Linked DNA regions of Mus musculus: all the other regions are linked to region 5. Evidence: chromatin contacts called from public HiChIP or PLAC-seq data. All regions are on one chromosome and are shown on one strand. The core of a region is the stretch at or near the end of the contact, and the rest is flanking DNA. Distances in the headings are between cores, read along the strand shown. Region 1 overlaps Gm38877 (a long non-coding RNA gene). Region 2 overlaps Syn2 (synapsin II). Region 3 has its middle 18 kb from the start of Gm38878. Region 4 has its middle 24 kb from the start of Gm38877. Region 5 overlaps Pparg (peroxisome proliferator activated receptor gamma).

What was found. HiChIP or PLAC-seq counts read pairs in DNA pulled down with a chosen protein or histone mark.
Region 1: a contact with region 5 is called in a FOXA1 HiChIP or PLAC-seq map of pancreatic cancer cells. The contact joins two enhancer-like sites. A contact is called at or near these places in 1 of 15 datasets of contacts at CTCF or cohesin (the NIH/3T3 cell line), 2 of 484 Hi-C or Micro-C datasets (bone marrow-derived macrophages and uterus), 2 of 115 datasets of contacts at active chromatin or transcription factors (the NIH/3T3 cell line and pancreatic cancer cells) and 1 of 9 other capture datasets (embryonic stem cells).
Region 2: a contact with region 5 is called in an HNF4G HiChIP or PLAC-seq map of pancreatic cancer cells. The contact joins two enhancer-like sites. A contact is called at or near these places in 2 of 15 datasets of contacts at CTCF or cohesin (both in the NIH/3T3 cell line), 4 of 484 Hi-C or Micro-C datasets (the HL-1 cell line, Th1 cells, muscle stem cells and 1 more), 8 of 115 datasets of contacts at active chromatin or transcription factors (CD8 T cells, the HL-1 cell line, acute myeloid leukemia and 5 more) and 2 of 9 other capture datasets (bone marrow-derived macrophages and embryonic stem cells).
Region 3: a contact with region 5 is called in an H3K4me3 HiChIP or PLAC-seq map of bone marrow-derived macrophages, with 5 times the contacts expected there. The contact joins two enhancer-like sites. A contact is called at or near these places in 1 of 484 Hi-C or Micro-C datasets (nephron progenitors), 2 of 115 datasets of contacts at active chromatin or transcription factors (bone marrow-derived macrophages and pancreatic cancer cells) and 1 of 9 other capture datasets (adipose tissue).
Region 4: a contact with region 5 is called in an H3K27ac HiChIP or PLAC-seq map of extraembryonic endoderm stem cells. The contact joins two enhancer-like sites. A contact is called at or near these places in 1 of 15 datasets of contacts at CTCF or cohesin (the NIH/3T3 cell line), 2 of 484 Hi-C or Micro-C datasets (the HL-1 cell line and Th1 cells), 6 of 115 datasets of contacts at active chromatin or transcription factors (CD8 T cells, the HL-1 cell line, the NIH/3T3 cell line and 3 more) and 1 of 9 other capture datasets (bone marrow-derived macrophages).

The regions. Positions count from the first base shown.
Region 1 is chr6:115,311,994-115,314,693 of GRCm38.p6, forward strand. It overlaps Gm38877 (a long non-coding RNA gene), which reads right to left. Exons shown (of 3, transcript XR_869368.1): 2 at 55-176. Among named protein-coding and RNA genes, the nearest start is that of Gm38877, 3.7 kb to the right of the region's middle. Within about 2 kb of position 1,423, at least 41 of the 459 cell types and tissues checked have an H3K27ac peak or open chromatin away from gene starts, as enhancers often do. A contact at or near this core is called in the NIH/3T3 cell line and pancreatic cancer cells, where this site is marked.
Region 2 is chr6:115,270,852-115,273,551 of GRCm38.p6, forward strand. All of the region lies in intron 10 of Syn2 (synapsin II), which reads left to right. Among named protein-coding and RNA genes, the nearest start is that of Timp4, 20 kb to the left of the region's middle. Within about 2 kb of position 1,265, at least 87 of the 459 cell types and tissues checked have an H3K27ac peak or open chromatin away from gene starts, as enhancers often do. A contact at or near this core is called in the HL-1 cell line, the NIH/3T3 cell line, bone marrow-derived macrophages and 4 more, where this site is marked.
Region 3 is chr6:115,341,840-115,344,539 of GRCm38.p6, forward strand. No RefSeq gene overlaps it. Among named protein-coding and RNA genes, the nearest start is that of Gm38878, 18 kb to the left of the region's middle. Within about 2 kb of position 1,437, at least 15 of the 459 cell types and tissues checked have an H3K27ac peak or open chromatin away from gene starts, as enhancers often do. A contact at or near this core is called in adipose tissue and bone marrow-derived macrophages, where this site is marked.
Region 4 is chr6:115,291,523-115,294,222 of GRCm38.p6, forward strand. No RefSeq gene overlaps it. Among named protein-coding and RNA genes, the nearest start is that of Gm38877, 24 kb to the right of the region's middle. Within about 2 kb of position 1,274, at least 16 of the 459 cell types and tissues checked have an H3K27ac peak or open chromatin away from gene starts, as enhancers often do. A contact at or near this core is called in bone marrow-derived macrophages and extraembryonic endoderm stem cells, where this site is marked.
Region 5 is chr6:115,479,168-115,481,867 of GRCm38.p6, forward strand. All of the region lies in intron 7 of Pparg (peroxisome proliferator activated receptor gamma), which reads left to right. Among named protein-coding and RNA genes, the nearest start is that of Gm36301, 39 kb to the right of the region's middle. Within about 2 kb of position 1,329, at least 182 of the 459 cell types and tissues checked have an H3K27ac peak or open chromatin away from gene starts, as enhancers often do. A contact at or near this core is called in the HL-1 cell line, the NIH/3T3 cell line, adipose tissue and 6 more, where this site is marked.

The sequences.
Region 1 (2,700 bases), core at 173-2,672, 170 kb before region 5:
TCTTTGTGAGTTCCTCCATCCCAGACAGAAGTCCTGACAGCCAAGGTAACCTACAGGGTTTCTTTACTTGCGGCTTCTCCTGAAGGTCTCAGTACTGTGGTCTGTATGCTCCAATGTCGTTTCATAGATTTTCATCCAGCAGGAGGTCAGATCTGGTACCAGTAATGCCACCATCCCTGAAAACAGAACTATACTGCATTGTCAGGTCTCATGGACAATGATTGTGCATGGCTGGGTTCCCACTTTAGGTAAAAATAGGTGTGTGTGTGTGTGTGTGTGTGTGTGTGTGTGTGCATGAGGGAATGAGATATGGTCAAAGAAATTGCCTCTGAATCTCCCAGAGCTCAGAGAAACTTCAACAGCTCACCTGAAACACGTCCATCACGTGGGTAGTTAAATGAAGAGCCATTCTTCCCTGAAGCCAGGCATACTTCCAAAATTATCCCTTCACTTCTAAGTAATCATTACCACCACCAACATGCTGCCTTCAATAGCTTTGCCGTATTCCTCCCAGCATTTAAAGGGTTACAACTGTGGAGTAAGTCCCACTTCTGCCTGATTCACTAAAGAGCTCAGTCCACCCACTGGGCTTGTTCAACCCCAGCACATTTCTCTTTATCATTTCACAGAGGGGAGAAATCATACAATTTCTTTACAAAAATCTAAGATTCTGCTTCGGGGACCAGGGGCCAACTGCCTCTCTTGACTTAACGTTCAGCCTTTGGGTTTTGTTCATCGTGGGGAGGACGTGGTTACTATTTTGGCTGTCCCCATGTTTTCATTATGTTTTCTGGTAGACGGCTTCCTCTCTGAGGTCTCTCACAGATTTTATGCTTTATCCGAGGGGGAAAAAGATCAACCATGAAGTTGACTCTTTGAATCTGCTTCTGTGTCTGCCAAGTGCCCTGTGAGAAATGAGGTGGGGGAGATGAGCGTTTTCGCTGTTCATCTGTCCGCAGTGTGTGCCTCAGCACTCTGAGGACAGACGCTCACAGCTGCCATCCAGCTCCAGAAAGATGGGATTTTTAGCACTAGCCCGTGTGCGCATGCGTGTACGTGTGCGCATGCGTGCACAGGTACAAAAGCAAAAAAAAAAAAAAAAAAAAAAAAAAAACCCACAAAATTGATCTTTTTAAAAAGAAGACTATGAATATTTTAAGCTTAAAAAAATTAAGTCCAGTCCTTAATTTCAGTACCTCCTAGTTCTTTGACTTTATGAATGGAAAAGGGTGGCAAGTATCCACTGGCTTAATCTAAGGTGTCAACAGTCCCTCTCTGAAGCTATTGAAATAAGGGGAGTGCCCGCAATTACTAAAGATCTTCCGGAGATAAAAGAGCAATTGCATAAGCTTCTGGCTCCATGCATCCCAGTGAGTCAGCATTTCACAAAAAGCTCAATCCCATTGGTGCTCCAGCTCCACACATTTTGAGGAATAATTTATCCTCACATGCAGGTGAGTCACTGGAAAGGCACAGATGTGCACTCGGGTCGCCCAGAGATCTGTCTGCACCCCGGGGAAGGCTCCCTTTACCTGCTTCCTACTGGATATTTGCTTTGACCAGAGATGATGGCCAAGGCAGAAGTCTCTCTCCTGGCAGTGAGATGAGCAAGGGACAGATGGTACGGCCGAGAGGCAAAGAGCTACCTCAAACTCCCTGTTACCAAACTAAGTGCTCACGTGCTGCGAAGCTTTGGCAGCCTGAGTTCTTTCCCAGAACCCACATGGTGGAAGGAGACTACTGACTCCCCAGAGTTTTCCTTTGACCTCTACTTTGCATATGTGGCATGCACAGACATGCATTACACACTCACGATAGATGGATGGATGGATAGATAGATAGATAGATAGATAGATAGATAGATAGATAGATAGACAAATGTTTAAATAAAACTCAACTTGTTCTTGTCATCTAATTCACCTGGGAGATTATGTACCTGGTCCTATGCTTATCTGTCGTGCACCCTAGGGGGCCTGATAAGGAAGGGAAGAAATGTGATATAGAGGCACGTTGCTACCAGGTCACCCTGCAAAGAGCTTCGTACTAAAGCCTTTGCTGAAGCGGTGCCCATTAACCTCTGCCTTCCGTGTTTACACAGACTATAACTTGGCCCCACAGAACCCTCAGAGGAGGAGTGCAACCTGGGTAGCCTGCTGGTTTCCTGGATGGCCATGGAAAAGTAGCCAAGCTTATAAAATCAGATCCTGGGCGGGGTGTGACTCAGTGGTAGAATGTGTGTTTAGCCTGCTGGAAGCCCCGAGTTCCATCCCTGGCACCATAACATAAACTATCCAGGAAGGAAATCTTCCTGACATTTGGTTTTTTTCCCTTATAAATAAAACATGTAGTGTACTATTTTCTTAAAGACACACTATAAATTATCAGTCACAGGGAGTCACAGTGCAATAGGACCCTTAAACATAACGAGGCACTTAGACGTTTTCCCCAGCACTAAATACTGGTTGTAGACTTCTATTCTCTGTGGTTATGATGTTTTCCCTCCCTCACAATGTTCTCTTTGGTCCTTTCCTTACAGATATATTGAGACAGATCACATCTTCCTATTAGGAAAAGAATATTAAATTGAACTAACTTGGAATTTTTTTCTTTTATTACATATTTTCTTCATTTACATTTCAGATGCTATCCCCAAAGCCCCCTATACCCTCCCCCTGCCCTGCTCCCCAACCCACCCACTCC
Region 2 (2,700 bases), core at 15-2,514, 210 kb before region 5:
TTGTAATTCTTTATGTGTTGACATATCAGGAAAGACAATGAAGATGACCTATCCAGAGTCACCTGGCTGCTAAGAAGAGCTGGACCATCTGACCCCCAGCTCAGAAGGGTCTGTGTAATACCATGCACCGGGGCTTTTTGGTATGCCTGTGAGGGGGAAGGAAAGAAAGGGAAACCTGGGCACTCGTGGTGCCGTATGAGGAAACTTGCTCTCCTCCATTGATAGCCAGATGCTTGACCTGTCACTTCACCAGCTGCTTCATGGGACATTCATCTCTTCTGCCCCCCAGCCCCTTTGATTGCTAAAGCCCCACAGACCCAGCAGAGCAGGATATTAATTAGCCTACCAAACCTCTATGGGCGGCAGCTTGCTCTCCTCACCGAGGAGTCCCTCAAACCCTATGCCTTCGGGATATCTCTGTTCAGGCCCAGCAGCCCTGGGGCTTTTCTTGCCTCAAGACTGCACTGCTATCTCTTACCTCTGTCATCCAAAGAACTCAAATGCACAAAGAATTAGTGGAAGCCTAGAGACGAAGGAGCCAGCAGAACTCATCTGCCTGTGACAACTTGCATCCCCTATATAGTATCTCTGGCCAGAGTTTTTCTAGGTGCTAGTTGAAGAGTTCTCACAGTGGGACAGTCAGTGTTACCTAGGCTACCACTGACATGATTGACACTAACTCTGGTGCTGCCAGGGTCACATCATCGTTTAATCCTTGTAGTCTGACCATTTGGGGAAGCCAAGATGCAGAGATGTAACTTGTCAAATCTCATAAAGAAAGTGTTTCCAGTCTCTCAACCCCTATCTCTTCACAGACCCTACCAATGGACCCCTCCAAAGAGGTGCCCAGCGTGGTGACTGCTTTCTAAGGAGGCTTGACCAAGCAAGAAGGGAGGGCTCCCCTCCCCCATTAAGACACAAATGCACCTTCAGCCACATTAGTTTAGGCAGTGGTATCAGACTGACAGCCACTTGCAGTCTTTCCATAAGCTCGGTTTCACGGGGCTTTGTTTTGTAGGCAGTTAAAAGGCTCTTTTCCTCCTCCCTGTGTGTGTGCAGCTGGCCACGGGAGCTGGACTAAACATTCTTACCTGTTTGAGTCAACCAGCTTCCTGAGAGAAACTCTGCTGCTCAGGCTGACCACGAGGTCCTGCCTTGGGCTGGCTATATGCCAAATTTTGGCAGTGACGCCAGAGTGGCCAGACTTCTGTGGAATTCAGCATCCCAGGAGGCTCTTGGTGACTGGAGACAGATCCCGTGGTAGCCAAACCCCACAGGGAATAAGCCCTCAGCCCCTAGCAGACAGCAGGCTTGTGGGAGGAGCCAGAGTGTCTCAGCCTGGCAAGGGACAGTCCTAGGGGACTCTCCTCCTGGCTTCCTCAGCCCCTGAGAAGTCTTCCATCCCCAGCCTCAGTGGAACCAGGGACAGGAGAAACTCTTCAGGCGCCATCAAGGGTAGCCAAGGCACATTCCCAGGCTCTGGCCTCTCTCCCCAAAGCCTTGGGAAGGGCACTTTGGGGCTCATTTTATCCTTGAATGTCTCACGTGTGTATTTCTGTGACTGAGGAGAGCCAGGGTCAGCCTGCATGGTGGGTGCCTCCTGTGAGGCCTGAGGGAGAGCACTGGCAAGCACCAGTCTAGATGCTTCACATGACCTCGGAAAGAGACTATCAATAAGGTTGGGACCAGAAGGCATGCATTCTTTTAGGACATGTGGGGAACTGAAGGCTAGAAAGGTTAGTTCCACTGTGCTGGAGCAACTGGGAATCTTGGTATAACATCTTCTACTACATACAGCATTGTGAGGTGTAAAGGACAGGTCACATAAAGGCCCATTTACGTGGGACACAGTAAACACTCGGGAAATTTCAGGAGAATTAAGTGGCATGTCTAGGGAGAAGTTTTAAGAGGGGAACAGTGGCCATAGGGAACAAAGATTGGAGAGATGAGTGGGGAGGATTAGGAAGCTAGTTTAGAGGGACCCTGATGCATGAGTGGCGTAGGTGGCCACCAACTGGCTTAATGCTTAAGTGTGTATCTCAGTGTCAGAACTCAGAGCAGGTCTTCTGGAACCAGTTAGAGTCTTGGAAGAAAGGGATGTTTTGTTGTTGAAGGTGGCTGACAGGTAAGATGGGCTTCCCTGCTGTGGGGTACTAAGGATAATGCAAAGGCCAGGCCTGGTACTGTATAAACTTCTATACAGTTAGAGTCATGTCATCATTGAATGGCTGAGCACTGGGAAGAGAACACTTCTACTTCAAGGGTATTTGAGCTAAAAAGTGGCCCTAGGGAGCAGGAGAGACATGGCCAGCCTCAGCCACAGGGGCAGTGCGGGGCAGGGAGGAGAGACATGGCCAGCCTCAGACACGGGGGCAGTGGGGAGCAGGGAAGAGATGGCACTGAGGTGGGAATAGGGCTTGGGGCCTTCTCCTGAGGGCAGAGGGCACTGAGAGGGAAACGGGAGGCCGACTGAAGGCACATTTAGCCCACTTTGCAGCCCAGCTTGTGGAGGCACACTCTGACATCACCATCGGCCCACTTGGCACACTTTGGCTTTAGAGAATGTTTCCGGCACACTGAAGACAAACCCCTAACATGAACTGCCTGAAACACAAATGTGAGACAAACGAAGTCACATGCATCTTTGATCCTGTCAGGACATAATCAGAATCCCAGCTGGGAGGAGAGGAAGCGTAGGAG
Region 3 (2,700 bases), core at 187-2,686, 140 kb before region 5:
CAATGTGTTTGAATGTTTGCCTGTGTGTGTGTGTGTGTGTGTGTGTGTGTGTGTGTGTGTGTGTGTGTGACATGTGTGCAGTGCATGAAGATGCCAAAAGATGGCATCAGATCCTCTGGGACTAGAGTTACAGATATTTGTGAGCTGCCATGTGGGTGCTGGGAATTGAACCGTCATCCTCTGTAAGAGCAACAAGTGCTCTTAACCACTGAGCCATCCCTCCAGTCCCTCGTGTATCTATTTTTTAAACCAATGACTATAAACATTTCAGAGGACAAAGTCCTTATGTAGTAATAAAAATAACTTCTAAATGTCTTAACTGAGGTGCGCATGTATTCAAATTCCATCATCCACATGCCCGGTTATCTGAGAAGTGTTGCAAATGACGAAGCACCAACGGTGAGAAGCCTGTGTAGGGTCATTGAATTTAGAAAGAGGTCTGGAAAGGAGCCAATAAAGTCCTTGGCTTTAAATAAGATCCTGGTGACATGTTTCATTTTGCTTTCTGAGATTAATTAATTATGGGAAAAGTCTTAGCATTTATTTAAAGGGTCACATGGGAAAAGTTATCCACTAGGAAAGGCCTGGCCTGAGACTGAGGGGCATTTCCAAAATGAGATGATTGACCTGTGGAAAGTTACTAGGAAAGAAATAATGTCTAACATTCGTGGTTTCCAAATTAGAAGGGAAAACTTATTTTTGAGGCCACTGTTGTGTTTGAACCTTTATACACTTTTCTGAGGGGAAGATCACGGAGAGCTCTGGAAATGAAAACTTTTCTGAGTTGTTTGTTATCTAGCAAGACGCTGGACTCATGCATGTAATTGGATTGTTATGTATTATAACACATATGGAAAGGTAGTAGGTTATACCCTCAGACATATAAATGGAAAAGAGAATATTCAGGACAGGCTCAGGCAGTGATGCACACGGGAATGGAAAGACTGAGAATAAAACTAAATGAAGACAAAAGAAAAACAAAACATTTTACCATGCAGGAACTGGTTCCAACAAGGCCTGGAAACATTTGTTAAGACCCCTGCAGAAGGGGGCAAAACCCTACTTGCTGCTCTTGCAGAAGATGGAGTTTAGTTCCCAGTACCCATAGTCTCATAGGCACTGCATCCATGCAGTGAGCACACACACATAAAAGAACAGTAAATAGATCTTTTTAGTTCTGTTTTATTGTTTTTAATTGTGTGTGTGTGTGTGTGTGTGTGTGTGTGTACATCTGAATGAAGGTGTCCATGGAGGACAGAGGTACTATGTCTCCTGAAACTGGAGTTACAGGCAGTTGTGGACTGCTGGATGTAGGTGCTGGGACTGGAACTCTGGTCCTTTGCAAGGGCAGTACATGCTCTTAACGGCTGAGCCATTGCTCCAGCTTTCAATGTGTTCTTTAAGATCCCTGAGAAACGAGAAGTCCTTTTTACTTGTTTGCTCTTTGGGGATAGGCTCTCACCATGTAGCATGGGATGACCTCAGAGCCACCCTCCTCCTCCCTCTGTGCTAATAAAAAAGAAGTTGTAAGGCCCAGCCACCTTTTCTTGATCATCGCATGTTGTTAGATGCGTGTTCATTATATCAGTAAACCCCCCCACATGGATAACTCACAACAATGCAGCAATGATAATTTTTAAAAAGAAGTTTAAAATGCAAGGTCAGGACTAAGTCTTGGTTTCTCTTCTATCTATAAACCTGGAAAGAGTTTTATATACTTTATTCCCTCTTTTTTTTTTTTTTTTTTTTCCCCAAGCTGAAGAACGTTTGAGCAATTTTTCTACCATGACATATACCTAACAAATTATCTCAGGGGTTGGGAGATACACAAGCAAAAGATCTCTTCAGGGAGCCAAACTCCAACTTGTCTTCCCTTCACTTCTCCTCTTTCGTCTGAGGTTTGAAGAAAATAAACATAATGACCAAGTCACATGTCTGTCACATCCCCAGATTCTCTGTCAGCTTCCCTTTTTATCGCTTGCCTTTCTCCCCTGTCAGAATTCTTTTACAACTTCCGAATCATTTGTAAAGGTCATAGTCACAGTTTGTCCCACATTAGCAACTTTTGCTTAAAAATTGCTTTAGTCATAATTTGACACCCGCACTTAATTTTTTTTTTTTTTAAACACTAAGTATCTCTTTGGCCGTCTGCTTGCAATTTCAAATTTTGCAGCTCTCCTCAGAGATCATCTCACACTTTCCTAAGAAAAAGATTCTCCCCACCTTGTCAGACCCAGCCTCCGGTTGTGTTCTGCAAAACTTTCTCCCTGCTTAAAAGTTAGCAGTGAAATAAAAACCTGTGGGGAAGACCTCCTCCGCGACGACTGACCCGCAGATTCTAGCAGATTTGTGCCAAGAACAAAACTTTCACTTTTATGCACAGTGGGGAACTGACTTCCCTGCCTTTCCCTAATTTAGGGTGAGTATTTATTCAGCGGCTGCATTTTGTTGGCGGTGCATGGGGATACAGGTGCAGTTCCTTTCTAGATTTCGCATTGTCTGGAATGTTCCACGCTGTGGTCCAAAATATACTTTGCGTTCCCCAAATGAGAGGAAGAGCTTGGAGGACTAGGTGATTTTCACTAAAACTGGTGCTGAGTTTGAGCTTCTCTAACGCTGGTCAGTGTCTGCCATGTAACCAATGGGATGGGCTGACCCAGCTTAGACTTTTGCTGGTTTACAAACTCTAGAACTAAAAGC
Region 4 (2,700 bases), core at 24-2,523, 190 kb before region 5:
CTTCCTTGCCTTGGTTTCTTCACTGTCCTTGTAAGTTGTTGATATACTGCCATCAGTGCCAAGTGACTTTCCTTCCTCTCTCTCCCTGACATGGAGAGGGACTTAGAAGGCAACACACTTAACGCCACACTTGTAACGACTCACTGAGATCTTCCAGTACCACGGGCATGCATGTGCATGTGCAAATGCCCACGTGAGCACACACACAACAAAAAAACACCCACAAACAAACAAACAGACAGCAAAAGCAGACCCACTGGGCCTTAGAAAGGGTGGGCAGGTGTAACAGCCCCCACCAGTTCACAGCTGCCGCCATCTGACTGGTAAATACATGCCTATGTTGTAAGAAATCAGTATTTCATACCACAGCTGAGAGATAAATATCAACAAAAAAATGTATTAAGAATAGGCCTCCCCTGGAGTTTTGCCTTAAGTGGCTGAGATTTCTCAAAAAGCTAGTTTTTGAGCTGGTAATTGCAACGTGATGCTGTGCGCAGATGGCTTGGGAATGGGACAGGCTAATTTGAGTAGATGGGTGGGTAGTCTTAGAGGCGTAAGCCAGACTTCTAGGGCGATGGCGTGTATGGGAATTCCATGTCTATGTGTTAGTTTGTTGTCTTCTTTTTAATCTTGGAACTTGGCTTCTCTCAGATCAGTGGCCTTTTGAAATAACAGAAAATTATTGAAAGAGGGGATTGTTTTTAATATTTGATGTTCTTTCAAACACCCTACCACAAAATGAACCTTCTCAGAGAACTGTCCAGTGTCACAGACAGTGCAGGCTTTCGTGTTCAGTTTTTTTTTATTTGTTTTGTGCTGGTGATCCAACCCAGAGCCTGGACATGTTCGGTGCATGCTCTATCGCTGAGCTATACCCCTCCCCAGGCTGTCTGGAGTTTTTTGTTTTGTTTTGTTTTTTTTGTCTAAAAATACTGTTATAGATATTCATGTGTTAAAACTGAACATGAAGCAAACCTAGAGAACCTTTCCATCCAGAGGGGCAGGATTTCCCAGCCATCTCTTCTTCTTCACAATCTCCTGACCTTGAGGGGGTAGGCAGGCTCCAGGGATGAATCTATTCTTGCCAAACCAGACAACCTGCATCTCCAACTGCTCACTAATTAGGCCACCATTTTGGACTTTGATGTGACAGTTTTCAAAAGTGAACGCTGCCTTTGTTCAAAACCCTAAATTATGGCCTCACCATGTGTTCTCTACTCTCAGAATCAGCTTCCCCCATCCTTTGTCAAATGCTAGGCCAGATAAAGCCTGGAGCTCCACTTTCGTCATCGTGCATCCCTGACTCACATGCCCAGAATAATTCCCCACTGCCTAGAGCACAAGCTCCGATCTGGAGCTTATCATCAAGGCCTTCAGCAAACAGAAACCAAATCCACCCTGAGCTTGCTGCCCCGAAAGTCCCCTGCTCCAGATTAAAGCTCTCCGAACTGTCCTGACCCCACTACAACTTGTGTTCTCTTGTCTGCTCACATCTTGGGGGCAAGATGGGCTCTCTTTCCCTTAAGCTTGGCCACATAGTCCCCACCTTTATAGCCCCACCCCCATCTCACAGTTTACTACTGAGCTCTCTGATGACCCAGGGACCAGGGATCTAAGCCTTATCGCTGCTACACTGACCACGAGACTGCAGAGACCTTTCAGAGACCATTCTGTCTGCCTGAAAGATGTCAGAGTCAAACGGGAGAGACAGCCCAGCTGTTAAAGGCTAGATTCCAACCAAAAAGAAGCCAAGACAACAAACAAACAAACCTCCTGTAATTTATGTGTTTGAATCCTTAGGGGATACCTAGCTCAATGCTAATGTAAAAGGATACTCGTGACCCCCCCAGCCTTCTCTGTAGGGCCGGATTCAGCTCTCTGAGTGCTAAGCTAATGTTCATTTATTTAGAACTGGGACAACTACAAACACCCAAATCACCTCTTTAAAGCACTGACGTCTGCTCAAGCCATCCTTCCAGAACCTGGAACCCCATTCAAAGTCCTGGGTTCTCAGGACTTGTGGAAAAGAAGTCCTGTAAGACAGGGCATGTGCTAGAAAATCCATAACCCATAAATAGCATCTTTAAGATCCAGTAGCTGTTAAAGTTTCTTTCTTTGGGTCTCGAATGCTATTTCCTAAAAAGGTTTTGACACGGAACTTCAATGTTCCCAACAGACTGTAATGAATTTATTCTGACTATTCAGGGATGTGGGTCACATACATCTTTAAGTGGTGTTTTGTCTCTCCATAGTCCCCATATCACACCCTAAGGTGGTTCTTGTTCCCTGCCATGGAGATCTGAGTCTTTAAACACCATTTATTACCAGTTTAGTCCCCACTAGAGCCAGCCCTGCCACCCACTGTATATGGCAGAGAGACTCCCTAGCTGGTCTTCAGATACCAGGCAGACAGCTGCAGCTAAGCACAGGGCCATTATCAACAGGAAGAAGAAGGTGCTTCTTGATACAGACTCCTCTGAGGATGCACAGGGCTTGACCCCTTCAGTGGAGAAGAGCAGGTGCCTTGCATGCGTACCCAGTGGTGCATCTGCAGTGGTGGGAGAGGCTGAGTCACATCTGGATCCATGCCCACAGCCTCCAGCCCAGAGGAGGCAGGCCAGCAGCAGGAGGTGCTCCATAGAGAGCAAGTACCTTGGAAAATAGGATTGGGCTCTCTGGCAGTATCTTATCCTTACCACC
Region 5 (2,700 bases), core at 79-2,578:
AACCTCTGACCTCATGTACACAGGGTCAGGTGGGATTGGGTGAGCACAGACATACACGCACTGGTGAGAGGATTTAAAACAGTTAAATACCATCAATACCATCCTGTGTCTTCGTTTCTCGTGCTCTAGAGGAACAACTGAGCACAGGGACACTTACTCTGTGTAGGCAGACAGATAGATACTTGCTCATGGCCATTGCAAAGCACCTCATTCAACAGCTCAGACCCAGTGAGCCACTGCAGATAACTTGGGGCAGAAGGACCAACTGACTACAAGGTTGGGCGTATTCCTCCACCCTGGACCTCAGTTCCCCTTCAGTTCTTGAGTATACGTGCCATGCTTCCATTTTACTACAGAGTGATTTCTGTGAGTTACAGTGCACAGTATAGCACATATCTCTGGAAAAACAGGCTTTATGTGTCTCAGGGGAGCTCCACATAGTCATACTTTGACTCTACTCAGCCCAGAGCCTTTATACCCCTTTTAGTCAGTGAATGTCTCCCATAGTTGTTAAGTGAAAAGGACACAATATCCAAACTACTTTGAAACTAGACATTAAAAATAACTATAAATAGCAATAGGCCAACACTTTTGTGTATTTAGTAGTCCTGGGGATTGAACTTATGGCCTCATGCATGTGAGCACAAGCTTCCCTATTGAGCTACAGTCTCAGCATTATGCCAGCTTCCTACTTCTTCTATGCCAGCTAAATATTTAACTTCCTTCCCAATTGAGAAAGTTGTTTTTCCATGTCTTCTTCAGGTATTAAAAATAAACAAGGGCATCTAATTTCTCTTGAGCTGGACATCCAGCATTAACATGTCTCCTGTCCCCCATCAGGAGATGGTCATATCACAGAGTAATAGCTGGTTTACTAAGGACTAGCATATCTAATAGGCTCCTACCTACACTGTGCATGAGATTAGCAGAATGGCCTTGAATAATGACTCACTTTGAGTTATCTAGAAATGTCCCATTAGTTCTCTGTTTTCATAACCTCATGCACTTGGTATGACAGGGGTGAGGTATATTTATGAGTTTGCAACTGGCACCTAAACACTAAAAACCAGAGAGCTGGGGGCAAGGATGGGGTAATGGAGAAAATAGTGAAACATCTTAGAGTCACCCCATAGATAGGCATACATGTGAGAATCTATGTGCAGGCTCTTGTTTGGAGAGGATAGAAGACCCCTTATCTGTAACTGCTCCAGAAATAAAACTTCCTCCTCCGCCCTGGCTAAGTAGGCCGCCATCATCTCGGGACTGAGCAAACAGTGTTGTCTGAGGCAGACAGGACTGAAAGTGGAACTGCTGAGTCACTCCTGTCCACACTGGCAGCCAAGGAAGAGGCTCCTTAGCCAGTCATAAGAGATGTGGCTTTTCAGAGCACTTTATCATTTTGGACTCTCAAAATGTGTGTTTAAACTCTGGGTGACCCAGGCAGCCTTCCAGATGGGCACCATTCAGCTGCAAGTGGGGAAGGGTGAATGCAGGGTCCTCAGGTCACCTAACAGAGAGGTTGGGCAAGGGATGGGGGTGGGAGGAGGGCGTAAGGGCTGTGCTGCAGCCTAAACAAAACTTCTCACCTGCTACTGCAGCTCTGGATAGGCCAGGGAGAAAGCTCCAGAATCACACACAAGAGTCCAAAAGCCCCACTCCCCCACTTCCTAGATGTGCGGTTGCAGCAATTATTGACCTCCCTGGGCCTTAACTTCCTTATCAGCTCCCCAAGCAAGTAAAATAGCATTATATGAAGCTTTTGGCACTGTGCCTGGGACACTGCTAGGCACACAGTGAATGCTAATTTCCCCTTTCTCCTCTGTGATATCATTTGAAGTAGCTCCACTCCATCCTGCCAGTCAAAAGGCTTAAAATTCCACCAACCGTCCTTAAAATCCTTCCTACAATATAAATACCCCTAGGGAGCTCTCAACTAATCCTTTTATCAGCTATCACTTTAAGGGGATTAGTTGCAGATCAAGAACAAAACCCAAAGGGAAAGAGATACAGAGAAGGAGGAGGAGCCAAAGAAGGAGGATCAAAATCCCCTAATCCTGGGCCCCCAAGGAGACAGGGGAAGCTAGGACTGTGGATTCTCCCACCCAGAATTCCCTTGACTTTGCAGGAAACTAAGGTGTTTAGAAAGTCATATCTATGGTTTACAATCACAAGTTCTTCAGAAAGGAGAGGAGAGGAGAGGAGAGGAGAGGAGAGGAGAGGAGAGGAGAGGAGAGGAGAGGAGAGGAGAGGAGAGGAGAGGAGAGGAGAGGAGAGGAGAGGAGAGGAGAGGAGAGAGAGGAGTGGGAAATCTGAAGTTGATAAGGCTACTGTCTCAAGTTTGCTGGTTTGCTGTCATGGATCTAAAGTCACAGAGTTGCTCTTAACCCTTTTCTCAGCCCTTCCTCCTTTGTTCCCTTTGGCAGAGCCACCAGGTACATTGAGGGCAGCAACGTGTCAGGCTGGAGGGGGCCTCGGAAGAGGTTACTCTCCTATTTCCTTCCACTAACCCTTCTTCCTCTACCTATACTCCCAGCCCCAACCAGCTACCAATCCTGATAGAATTGCTCAAAACACGGAAAGCACAGAATTGAAGCAGAGCACATGGCTGAGCCTTGAGTGACTAGTACAGCAGAGCTAGAAGGATCACAAGGACTGCCCAGGGCCAAGACAGAACTCAGAAGACCCACTTCCATCCTCAAA